2 separate regions of the Mus musculus genome follow, and region 2 is linked to region 1. Evidence: chromatin contacts called from public Hi-C data. All regions are on one chromosome and are shown on one strand. Each heading gives the region's core, a stretch centred on a gene start, on an enhancer-like site or on the middle of the called end of the contact. The rest is flanking DNA. Distances are from core to core; before and after follow the strand shown.

Region 1 (5,950 bases), core at 2,926-5,425:
TGAAACTAATGCAGAACTGAACTTCTTTAAGCTTAAACCAGAAACTGGACTGACTCTTACTCACTTGCCTAAGCCAGAAATCTAGGATTGCCACGGACCACCCCAGTTGGGTATGGGGGTCTCTGGAAGGAGGAGTCCTCGAAGGCTAGGTGGGTAAAGATTCGGCAGTGACAAACAGAAACAAACACAGAGGCAGTTTGAATCTGAGTGTATTTTGCAGCTCTCAAGCAGGAGATTTCATACATTAAAAAAAAAAAAAAAACATTATAAAGCTTAGAAACTGTGTCCAGCAAAACAATCACAAATACCCACAAAAATCATTTGGCCTAGTAAAGCACAAAAATCATCCAAGCATTATAATTCTGAAACTATATATTCAGTGGATCACAAACAGAACAGGTAACATCGTTATAAATAAAAATCATCAAAATATAACAATTCTAAAACAATGTATTCAGTAGGGCAGCCATCCAAGGCTAGTGGCATATTTCCAAGAGCGGGTTAATAAATCTTTATGGTCAATGCTCCTAACCACTGAGCTAACTTTCCAGCCCTATATGGTCAATTAGTATTTAACATCTAAAGCCTGATTTTTATAAATCTTTAACACATAAATTTAAACTATTTTAATTCTTTCTAATTAAGGCTTTCTTTACCATATACTAAAACCTACCTCCAAATGACACACGTGTAGCCATATGAAATTTTATTGTTGGAAAAGCTTTTATCTATCATAATAGTTTTATAAATGATTTAAAAAGTAAAGTGTTGGTTTCCCTGGGGATAATTAATATTAGTGACCCCATCTCAAGGGATGGTTTCTTACCCATTATTCATGCTTAAGACCTTGGCCTAGGCTACCAGGAACATGTAAATAAGAAAAGGAATAAGAGAAAATAAAACAGATAGATGACCATGAGAACTACGACTCAAGAATTTTTCTCCAGTGAAGAGTTCTACAACAGGTTCCAGGAGGCCTCCCCCTTTTGAGGTCAACTGCCTCAGTCTGTGGAACTTGTCACACAGAAGGTTGTGTAGCATAGATCACCTTAAATCTTCCTTCCTCACCTCTTAGAGCTGATCAGAAACCAAGCCTATTGAATCCTGATCTCTTCACTGCGTGTGCCTCCATTCCTTATGGCAGATCCCAGCCCCTCACTTCGACTATAGGATGGCACTGCCCTTAAATGTGGTCAAAGTCCTTCCATTCCATTCCCCTTAGCAGCTGAAGTTTCTTTAAAGTGGCATCTTCTCCATTTACTGTCAAGTTCTTGGTCTTCCTGGATGCCTCAAATAATAGGCTTTCAAAGACCCTCCTGATACTGTCTCCAGCCCCTTATCCACAGCCCTCCTTTGGATTTGTCGCCCTCCCTCTTCTGTTTTCAGCTTCCTTATCTCTGGTACATCCTCTGCTCTTAGCTCCCATCCACTCTATGCCTGGCTGCCTCAGAATCACCCTTCACCCTCAGCATGGATACCTCTTTCCCTTCTGCTGTCACCACCCCTCCTCCTCTCCTCTCCACTGGATTGTGGACATCTGTTCTTCCAACTCAAACCTGCTCGCCCAGCCCTGGCCTTTATTTACATTGTTTTCATCAGAGTTTACTTCTCTACTCTTCATAGAGAGCCAATGCATCATGAGGGCAGGAGTCACACCACGCGTGTTCAAACCTATGGTGACCATCATGGAATATGGAATAAAGTTCGATGGAATAAATTGTGCTGCTTGAGACTATAGATGCATAGAAAGGCATATACCCTTATATTTTATAAGTAAAAGATATTTATCATAAGCATAGTCATAGAAATATATACAAAATCCAAGTTAGTGTAGAGCAGACAGTGGTTAACTATGGAAGGCCCAAGGAGGAATTTAAAAGAGAACATCTTCTCTGCATGGCAGGAATGTTGCACACATCGGATCTCAACAACATGAAGTCTAGGAGCCCAAACAAGCCCTGCATTATGACCACAGCAGTCAATGGGCCCATGAGGGTGAGGGAATTTCTCAAGCTCCATCCCTAGGTGATAAGAGACAGGCAATAAATGGGTGTTGAAAGAGGAAGATGCAGTTTTTCCCCCAGGGAAGATCCCACTAAAAGGTCCTCCAGTTCCAGCTAGTCATCCCTAAATGTGTGTGTCTATGAGCTACAGTCAGTGACCTCAGTGGATTGTCTGTAAGTGGATGTGTGCATACATGTGTGTGTGTGTTAGCTATGTGTATTTACTAGTAATTATTTAGAGGTCATGAATTTGAGGTGGGATGGCGGTGACAGAAGGGGAGTTGCAGGGGTAGTTGGAGGGAGGAGTGGAAATGGTATAAATACAGTGCTCATGTATAAAATTCTCAAAGGAGGAGGAGAAGGAAAGAAAGAAGAGGAGGAAGAAGAGAGGAAGGAAAGAAAGAAAGAAGTGGAAGAAGAGAAAGGAGACAAGTAGGAGAAGAAGGAGGAAAAGGAGGGGGAAAGAAAGGAAGAAAAAGAAGAGAAGGGAGAGCGTAACCCTCGACAAACCTGTGTGGAGGAGTCAAAAGAGTAGCTTAAGTGGCATGTACAGGAAGCAGAGGGCTTAGCAGATGTCCAAACCACAAAAGCTACTTTATCCCCCGAGTGAATTTGAAGCTCTTTGCCCATTCTTGAATATACATGAAGATGAATGAGAGAAATAGAACCTATTATAAAATTACAAACTTCAGCCTGAGTCAAGAGATGGAAATCCCTAGAGTCTCATAGGTCATAGATCCCTTGTCTCTATTAAACTGTAATAAATGGTTAAGAACACATGGAGAAACTTCATATTGCAAAACCCCTTAAACTCCAACCTGGGGGAATTCTTTGCTCTATTGCTTTTCTGCATTAGAAAATTAGATTACTAATTCATAGAGTGTCTTGATTCATCTACAATTTATATTCTTTATAATCTGATGTAATAAACTTCTTCCCTGTTCCTCAACTTTACCACCCTTGGACACTCAACTTTAGATTTAAAAGCAAAGAAATAAACATACAAAAATAACAGCATATGTGGCTGAATTCCACATGGCAGAAATGCTTTTGAAAATACATTATTATAACCCTGATCAGAAGATATCAATGTATTTTTAGCACCCTGGGAAAAGATATGTCCCGTAAATCTAGTCTCTATAGTGCTGGTTATACAAAGTATCTCAATTCTTTAATTCTAAGAGTCAGGTACTTTGGCATGCCTTTCAGAATGTTGTCAGATTTATTTCAGTTTGTCTAGGTGCCTGTGACAAGGTTTTTATTCATATCCTTGCTTACCATCAGGCAACTTTGCTAGAATCCCATTTCTATTTTTAATATTGGACTAGTCAAACACCGTGTTTTCCAGTTTTCTACCAAATCTTAAGTCTTGCTGAGCGTACAGCACAGTCATGTAATTGGTTTGACATTCTCCAAACATTTACCCAGTTATCTAAGAACTCCTCCTGTTCAGGTGTGTGGTGTATATATACCCACGGACCCTTGGAGTTCTGGGTAGGAGGGAAATGGCTAGGTTTTAATCATTTGACATGAACAGCTGTTCCCATTACATGTGCATGTGAAACATCTAAGTTAGGACCACTGAAGTCATTAATAGTTGGTACTAACTGCCCAACCTTTGTATCATGACTGGAATGTAGACCTCTGTGTACAGCAATGGGTCCTTGGTGTGCTTCAGAATCAGGTACCCGAATAGCATTTATATCAGAGCTCACAGCATTTCCAGCCCTACCCAAGTCACTGCCACTATGGCACTGTGGAAACAGAGGCAGACGAATATGTATGTTTATAATTCTGTAATTGATTTGTATAGCTCAAGTCAGGCTCCTCCTCCAGTGGATCTCAGGCTGACTTTATAGTCTCCCCTTCTGCTTCAGGACTCTGCCATCTGTCATACATGTCTGCATCTCACATGTTCTCCTCTTTCCTTTATCCTCCAGCTGCTGAAATCCTAGGCATTGCTTAGGCTTCACCCTAAACCTGTTTCCAGAGAGTCTAATTCAGTGGGGGTGGCTGGAGTCGGGCCAGAACACACTAACTGCAGTGCACTCCACATTCGCCTATTGTTTAAGCTTCTATTCTTTTCCAGTTCCTGAGCTCAGGAATAATTGTTCCTTTCCCTTCATCCCACTACCCAACACTCCAGGTGCTGCCATGACGGGCTCCTCTCCAGGTCTGGCCTCTCGCATAATTGGCAGTTTTCAGGGCCAGGACACACACTGTCTTCAGCTTCATGTCCTGCCCTTAATTCGTTGCCTGGCATAATTCAGAAAATGTGCCAGGCAGACACTAGTGTTTGGTGACATAACATGTATTTATAATTTAAAATTACAGTGTAAATTCTAGAACAGTAAATAAAATTCCACAGCTGCTGCTCCATGACTCACTACCAGTATCAAGAGTAGACTGGTTTCCTCTTATCTAAGGAAGCTGTAGGGTGGCATTCCTCGAACTGTCCCTTCCTGAGACATTTTTTTGATTGCCAGGAAGCCGAGGGTGTCTGTTTTCATTTTCATCTAAACCATTTTATGCCTTTCCTTCAATTCCAGATTTTACAATGTTTTTCCAAGGAGGAGAAAGACATAGTCCTCTGCTGGTCACGTTAAAAGCTTTTGTTGCTCTCTTCTATCATTTTTGCCAATTTTAAACAGTAGACTAGGGTTGTCCTGCCACCTACATAGCCCAGCAGGGCTGCAGGCCTCACTCCCAGACACTAGTTCAGATAGAGCTCTGCCACGCCCTCTGCCCTATGCCTCTCTCCCCACCCAGCCTCTCTCCAGCCTGCTCTTCACATCACTTTCTTAGGCCTGCTGCTCTCACTTGCCCCCTCCCCTCTGCTTAGCGGTCCACACTCCAAGTCTTAGCTTTTCAGATGTCATAATTAGGGTTTCCATTGCTGTGAAGAGACACCATGACTAAGGCAACTCTTATAAAGGATATTTAGTTGGGGCTGACTTACAGTTTCAGAGGCTCAGTCCATTATCCTCAAGGCAAGAAACATGGCAGGGACCAGGAAGGCATGGTGCTGGCATAGCTGAGAGTTCTATATCTTGTTCTAAAGGCAGACAGGAGAAGACTACTTCCAGAAAGCTAGGAGAAGGTTATCAAAGTCCACCCCCACAGTGACACACTTCCTTCAACAAGACCACACTTACTCTAACAAGGCCACACCTCCAAAGAGTGCCACTCCCTGGGCCAACCATATTTAAACCACCATATCAGATTAGGCAGAAGTAGTAGGACTCTGGTCTGAGTTAGGAGCCTTCCCTGTTCTATTTGGTTATCATAGATAATGCCCACTTGACAAATCCTAGTGAACTTGTCTCTTGCTAACTAATTCCCCTTAGAGCATGTTTCACCTAAGAGCTGTATCATAGCTGGTTGTTTTGTTTTGTTTGTTTTTTGTTTTGTTTTGTTTTTTGTTTGTTTGGTTGGTTGCTTGTTTTTCCTGGTTACTTCTTATTCTTCATGATTGACTAAATTTTAATAAATATTTTTGTGGAATGGCAGGAAGAACACAGTAGTTTTTAGGTGGTGATATATACAAAGGCACTTATTTAGGAGAAAGAGGAGCCCTCAAGACCACACCCCACTGTACCTGATAAAACATAGAGAACAACAGCTGGTTGGTTCTCCCTGAATATGCTCTTCCCTGCCTTTTCCTGGCCACTGATATATTCTGCAAAAAAAAAAAAAAGTATTTGTGTTGAAGACACCAAAATACTCCCTAGGGAACAGTAAGAGAATAAAAAGTCACAGCCTCTATGTGAAATGGCCCAAAAGAGATTTGAACTGTAGCTAAACAGAGATATGAGTGCACGGTTAAGATAAGAACAGAGATTTGTACTTGGGATCAGTGCCTGCAGGATGAACCCGAAACAGCCATCCTCCTCCGAGGCTCTGGCACCTGACCTGGAAAGATTTTCTCTTCCTTTTAACAAAAAGAC
Region 2 (6,320 bases), core at 1,061-3,560, 130 kb after region 1:
CACCCCTCACCCCCACCCCTAAAATGACCTCCTGAGAAAGGATGGAGAAAACAGCTTTTCTTTGTGGAAATGCCTTCCTATAAATCATCATTATGAGGACTGCTTTACCTAGGTAATTGCCTATTCATTTGAATACTTGGGTTCTGTAGAATACTGTTGGTATATTAATCAAGGGTCAGAAAGCTACTGTGGTCGAATTTTCTAATATTGTCATTTTCCCACACAAGAGAAAGGTCTTTCTTGGGGAGAGTCCAGAGGACTTCTCATATCCCCTGATGAAATCTAGCACAAGATACCTTTAAAGGGAGTTCCTCCAGGGGAGGAGAGAAAGCCAGAGGAAGAGCTGGGTTACATAACAATTACCTAAAAGGAAATATTCCATACCAAGAAGCTGTCCAGATGTTGCAAAGTTGAGATGAGAGGATCGGGAGAAGCCCCTGCGTGCCTAGTGGTCCAGGATTTGAGTAGCCGCGAGGCAACTTTGTGGAAAGATCTGTTGCTGGTATTGAAGTAATATCTCTTAGATTTTCTGGGCGATGAACAGTGTCAGTCATCTGAAGTCAGCCACCCTGTCCGTGCGTGTGTGGCGTTTCGCTCTCATCCTGGGAACTAAATTCCTTTCTTTTTATACAGTAGTAACTTTCAAGAACTGTTTGGTGACTTTGGGCCCCACTTGGGCAAATGTCCTGGCTCAGAGGCCTGGTACACCAGAGGCCCCTGCTTTGGGAAACTTTTCCATTGCAGTGAGAGGCAGGGGTAGGGTATGGGGAAAGGCTCTGACCAAGAAAGTCCTCAAACATTACTTTTGAGTCTCCACATCCACAGGATTTACAAGTATGTCAGGGCTCCCACTGGCTGCCAGCCAGGAAGCTTTCAGATAGAGGGTCTTGGAACATGTGGGGGATGGGATGGGGAGAGAGGAAAGTTTTTCTCAAACTGGTTCAAACCACCGTTTCTTTCCATCGCACAAACTGGTCTTTGATTTGTGTACACAGCTTTGGGGTGGGGGTGGAGACACACCTGGAGTTCCATCCAGGGGCAGGGGCAATCCTGGCACGTGGGCGGTTTCCGGCAGCCAAGCCCAGCACCCTCTGACTGTGTTCCTCTACTTTGCGCAGGAGGAGGTGACCAAGCAGCTAGTGGGCAGCTGGCGCTCCCCCCACACAAGCTTCAGCCGCAGCAGCCCTACGGGCTAGCCTTGCATTCCACCAGTTCACCATGATCGCCACCGGTGGCCTACTGAGAATATCTGCGAGAAAGCAGGATCCTCTCCGGCCCCCCAGCCAGGTCCCTAAGCGCAAGAGGAAAGCCAAGAAGAGGCGTAAAAACGACGTGGTGGTGGTGAAAGGCAAACTGAAGCTGTGCTCCATCTCGGGGCTCATTGCCCTTTGTGGGATCCTAGTGCTATTGGTGGGCATAGCCATGGCCGTGGTGGGCTACTGGCCAAAAGCCAACGCCGCCAACAGAGGTGGGAGCAAGCAGTTACTGCCTGTGGGCAGTAGCCATCGCATTGGGGCCATCAGCAACAGCAGCAATGGCAACAAAAACCCAGCCAAGAGCCACTCTGGGACCCCAGGGGGTGCCAACTCCAGTTCTGTGGGCGGGCCCTGGAGTCCGCCTCCTGCAAGATCTGCAGCCACCTCCTCTTCCTCTTCCTCTTCCTCTTCCTCTTCCTCCTCCACGTCGGTGGGCTTCTTCTTCCGAATCTTCTCAGGCTACTTGCACTCAGACAAGCTAAAGGTCTTCGGGCCCCTCATCATGGGTATAGGCATCTTCCTCTTCATTTGCGCCAACGCGGTGCTCCATGAGAACAGGGACAAAAAAACTAAGATCATCAACCTGCGGGACCTCTATTCCACTGTCATCGACGTGCACAGTCTCCGCGCCAAAGATCTGGCAGCAGCTGCTGCTGCGGCCGCCGCGGCTGCGGCTTCCTCCTCCGCGGCTGCCCCCGGCTCCGCGTCCCACGGGGCAGCGCCGCTCAATGGCTTTCTCAGCTACGTGCAATCTCGAGGCCTGGAGCTGAAGCCAGGCAGCTGCGCGGGCTCTGCGGACGCCTTTGGGGCTGCTGCAATGCTGGCCAGGGGTTCATGGCCCCACCCCACTGGGCTGGACGGAGGCAGCGGTGAGACTCAGGAGGCAGGGTCCCCGCCGGACCTGGCTTCATCTCCGCGCTGTCCACGGGAGCCCCCAAGTCTGACAGAGGCCGTGTACAGCATCTACCGCGAGCGCTCCAGTAGGGCTGGCCATCGCCGGACCACAGTTGCCGCGGTGGCTGCGGCCACTGCCACTGTCACCGCGGCTGCCAGCGGCGGCAGCAGCCCGGCGCCCTGCAGCCCAACCGGGAGTTGGGGGCGCCAGAGCACCACCAGCTCCCTCGTGGGCTCCTCGCTGAGCGCCTTCGCCCTGTTGCCCTTGCAAGGGGATCGGGACAGAGACGGGGACTCGGAGGGCGCAAGCTGCAGCTGGCATAGACCTCCCGGGGAACGCGGCTCCCGGGATCTCCCCAGGGGAGAACTGGACCTGAGCCTGACCGACCTCCGGGGAGCCGAGGGAGGAGCGCGCTGGGCTTCCTGCGAGCCCGGGGAGCCCGAGGGCGCGAAGACAGCACGCACCGCCAGGGGGCAGGGCGGCCGCTTGCCCAGGACCCGCAGGTACGCGGCCTGGCGGCGCCGCAGCACCAGTGGGCTCCCGGACTATCGGGCTCCACCGTCGCCCGAGCCCCCACCCTCCTCGAGCGCAGAGAACCTGGACTCAGGCCCCTCTGCTACAGCCGCCACGCCCTCGCTCCCTCTGCGCCCCGAGGAGGACTCGCCCCGCGTCCGGCGGGATTCCCACAGTTCTCAGTCGGATGACCAGTCCAGCAGCAATAAGGGCTACACCCCCCTGAGGGAGGCTGACACCTCTGTAGAGTCGGTCGTGGATGTGGTGGCCAAGAAAAGGCTAGACTGTGAGGATGTTACAGATCCCAGTACTGAGCACAGCTCCCCCGAGGGTCCCAGTCCAGGGCCAACTAGGGCGGAGCCTCTGTCTGTGCAGAGGCAGTTTACAAACAAGGAGAAACTCTTCCTCATTTCCAGGTCTCACACCCCAGGAGTAGAAGACCCCGAATTGAAAAAGTCTTCCAACTAGGGAGGGCGGGACAGGGAAAGGAGACACGCTGGTAGAGTCCCACTGGACTCTGCATTAAAAGCCCCACCCACCCACCCTACCCCGATTCCCCTGTGGACAGGTCCGAGGAAACCATTCAATATCCAAAGAGCTGCAGAATATTATCCTTGAATTACGTTCACAAGCTTCCTGTAGATAACTCAAGCAATTTTTTTTAAAGAAACAAAGTCGTCTTTTTACGTCCGATGGTGATTGTACGTTCGATGAAAACCAAATGTATTAAAAGATCACAATCTAGTTCATTAGATGAAACTCTCTTAATTTTCTTAGGATCAAAATAATATATTTTTGACAGTAACTCTGTACTTTACTCCTATTTTTCTTTGTCCAGCCCCGCCCAGCTTCCCTCGCTCCTGGACTCTGCTGCTGACTTCATCCGTAGCTGCTTGTAAAGGAATAACAAGCTTTTTATTTCTGCCCTCTTGCAGAGTCTAGAAGAGTTTGTGTCAATTCTCTTAGAATTGAACTTTCTAGGTGGAGTCAAAGCCCCAAAGCATGAGTATTCGGGAACGAGGGCCCCCTTGCCTCACCCCACGCTTATCTACAGCTGTCCAAAGGATTCTATTTTTTAAAAGGGATATTTGAATTTTGCTACCAGGGTATGTGAAGACCAGAGGGCGCCAGCAACTACACTGGATTGTGACATTCTTAAACTCACAAGACCAAGTACACCATGCATTACTGAGTATTATCACACTTGTATGGAAAATAACATTAATATTTAAAGTCTTTTTTTAATAAAAAGTTCCCAAACAGTTAAACATAATATCGCCTCATTTTGCTTGAGCTCTCGTGGTTCTAGAGCACAGGAAGCCCCTAACAATTTCTCTCCTAAATCCAAAATATAATATTTGCCTGTTCAGACTGTAGTCACCTTCTCCCAGAGTGACAGAGGGTCGTCTGTGAAGGTGTGAGTGAGCCAGCCAACCCATTTCCAGTATGTTTTTAACTTGAAGACAGAGGCAAGCATGTGACCCCTGTGTATTTCTTTGAATAAGTAGTATATTTTTTTCTATAATACTTGTAGTTAACCTGAAGTTTAAATTACAGGGATGCCAGGCTTAAAAACTCCCTTCCCACCCATGAATGTTTCTCTATTTGATTTTGATTTGGGGTCCATGTTCCTGCATCTCTGGCTGACATAAGCCACACAGTCATGCTATAATAATTCTGAAATAGTTCACAATCTGTCAGCTAGCCAGTTTTCAAGGCCAGAAAACAAAACAATTTACAGTACTGCTCCTTCTTCTTTGGAGTGTGACCTGCGACTTCATGGCCTAAGACATAACCACTGCTTTTAAAGAAAACCTGGTGACAGATGTGCTCGTATGGCTCCTCGCGCCATGCTGCAGAAGGTACATGGATTTGGGATAGAAGGATCTCATGGCATTTGCTAGCTGTGGAACTCTTAAGGGCAGACAAACAGACCTCTGCCCTCAGATCTGTAAGATGAGGTTAACAAGAGCCACAAAGCTCTAAAGGAAGCTACTACACAGCTGAGAGGGAGAGCAGAAGCCAGGCTTAGAGCACAGTCTCTAGTGGAATTTCTGAAGAGATACAATTTATCCCAGGGGCTATTGTCATTATGTCTACCCTTGTGATGTATCTTCTGCCCGCTGCAGCAGAAGGCCAGGCCCCACCCAGGGGCTTCTGCAATCTGGGGTGGTTATTCATTATCTGCAGAAACACAGACAAATCTCTTAATCCTTTTGGGCCTCTGGTGAACGATGTAATCTTTGTGATCCCCTTCAGCTCTAAGAGCTTAACTTAAATTCAGGGTATTGGGTTTATGCTGGATACAATCTTATATTTGTACACACAACTTAGCAAAAGATATGCTCCATAAACTTCCATATAACTTTCTGTAATGAAATTTAAATGGACCTAATGTTTCCTCAAACTATACACACTAAGCTAATAACTTGAGTCTCTGGATTAATTTATTGAGCTTTTCTATAAAGCAAAAGTGAGTTTCTAACAGATGAGAGAGACAAACAAGTACAACACCCCTCCCCCATCATTGTATCTTCATTCATTCTACTGTTAGAGAGTATGTTATTTAAAAGTTAACCAAAAAAAAAAAAAAAAAAAAAAAAAAAAAAAGGCCTGGATATTTTTCAGTGCTGTTTCCAGTCCCCAGAACATATAACAAATTATAAAGTTATTCTCTCTTAGCTTAACTAAGGAGGGATGGGCAGAATAAAAAATTCCCCTGCAAACCAGAAAATTCAGCCTAAATGACTGACTGACTGCAGTTACTCATACTGATGGGTTAATTATTTGGATCATTTTACATAAACACTAATTGCCCATGTTAATTTCATATAGAGGCCTCCTGAAGTTAAATCCTTAAGCAACCTAACCTAGCTCAATATCAAGTGCTACTCTGTATGTCCTGTGGTGATTCACAGCCTTAACAACTATAGAGAACAAATCTGCAATAGCCATGCTAATTTTTTCTTACTATTTACTGAGGTCCATGTATTTATCTCCCAGCTTCATATATAAGATCAATGAACCTGCGTGGCAGCTCTACTTCCTGACCACAGAGAAACAGCCTGAAGTCAAAGGATGGAGGGCTTGCCCAGGGCTTTAGATATGGTCAGTTGTAAAGGTTTTACAAAGATTTACAAAGATTTAGACCTGCTGGTGAATGATGGGATGTGATTAGAAATTCTGGAGACTATTTCAATCTTTTTTTTTCTTTCTTTACTTCCTATTAGATGTCCTTGCAGGGCCACTCATACAGATGTGCAGAGAAATGCTAGGATCCAGTCAGATAGAAAACCAATGCTTGTGTTTGAATGCAGCAAATGGCATAGGTATGCATTTATGTAAGTTTTCAGAGATCTCTGGACCCAATCAGTAAGGATACTTGGACTTTCCAGACCATAGAATTCCCCACCTTTTATGTATAATAAACACAGCTTTGGAGATTTAGAAAGACCACATCAACCTGTTCAGGGCAGAGCAGCAATGGTGGGAGAAAGGTGCTGAGCTGTTTGCAGTGACAGCAGGTTTGTTCCCTCTTCCTTTGAACTTCTGCCCTGTACTGAGTGAGGGGGTCTCCATTGAACTGCTCAGACTCTCCTCTCAGTCTCTCTTGCTATACAGTAGGAATTAAAGCGGGACCTACCTCACAGAGACCA

The links. A called contact is a pair of places that touch in the nucleus more often than the background predicts.
Region 2: a Hi-C map of cerebellum shows a contact between it and region 1, with 1.9 times the contacts expected there. The contact joins two enhancer-like sites. A contact is called at or near these places in 4 of 484 Hi-C or Micro-C datasets (cerebellar granule neurons, cerebellum, cortical neurons and 1 more).

Annotation. Positions count from the first base shown.
Region 1 is chr17:68,706,791-68,712,740 of GRCm38.p6, forward strand. It overlaps L3mbtl4 (L3MBTL4 histone methyl-lysine binding protein), which reads left to right. Exons shown (of 21, transcript NM_177278.5): 18 at 136-149. Among named protein-coding and RNA genes, the nearest start is that of Tmem200c, 130 kb to the right of the region's middle. Within about 2 kb of position 4,176, at least 5 of the 459 cell types and tissues checked have an H3K27ac peak or open chromatin away from gene starts, as enhancers often do. A contact at or near this core is called in cerebellum, where this site is marked.
Region 2 is chr17:68,839,206-68,845,525 of GRCm38.p6, forward strand. Tmem200c (transmembrane protein 200C) reads left to right here. Exons shown (of 2, transcript NM_001206661.1): 2 at 1,119-3,933. The coding sequence starts at 1,219. The coding sequence ends at 3,132. Among named protein-coding and RNA genes, the nearest start is that of Tmem200c, 5.2 kb to the left of the region's middle. Within about 2 kb of position 2,311, at least 84 of the 459 cell types and tissues checked have an H3K27ac peak or open chromatin away from gene starts, as enhancers often do. A contact at or near this core is called in cerebellum, where this site is marked.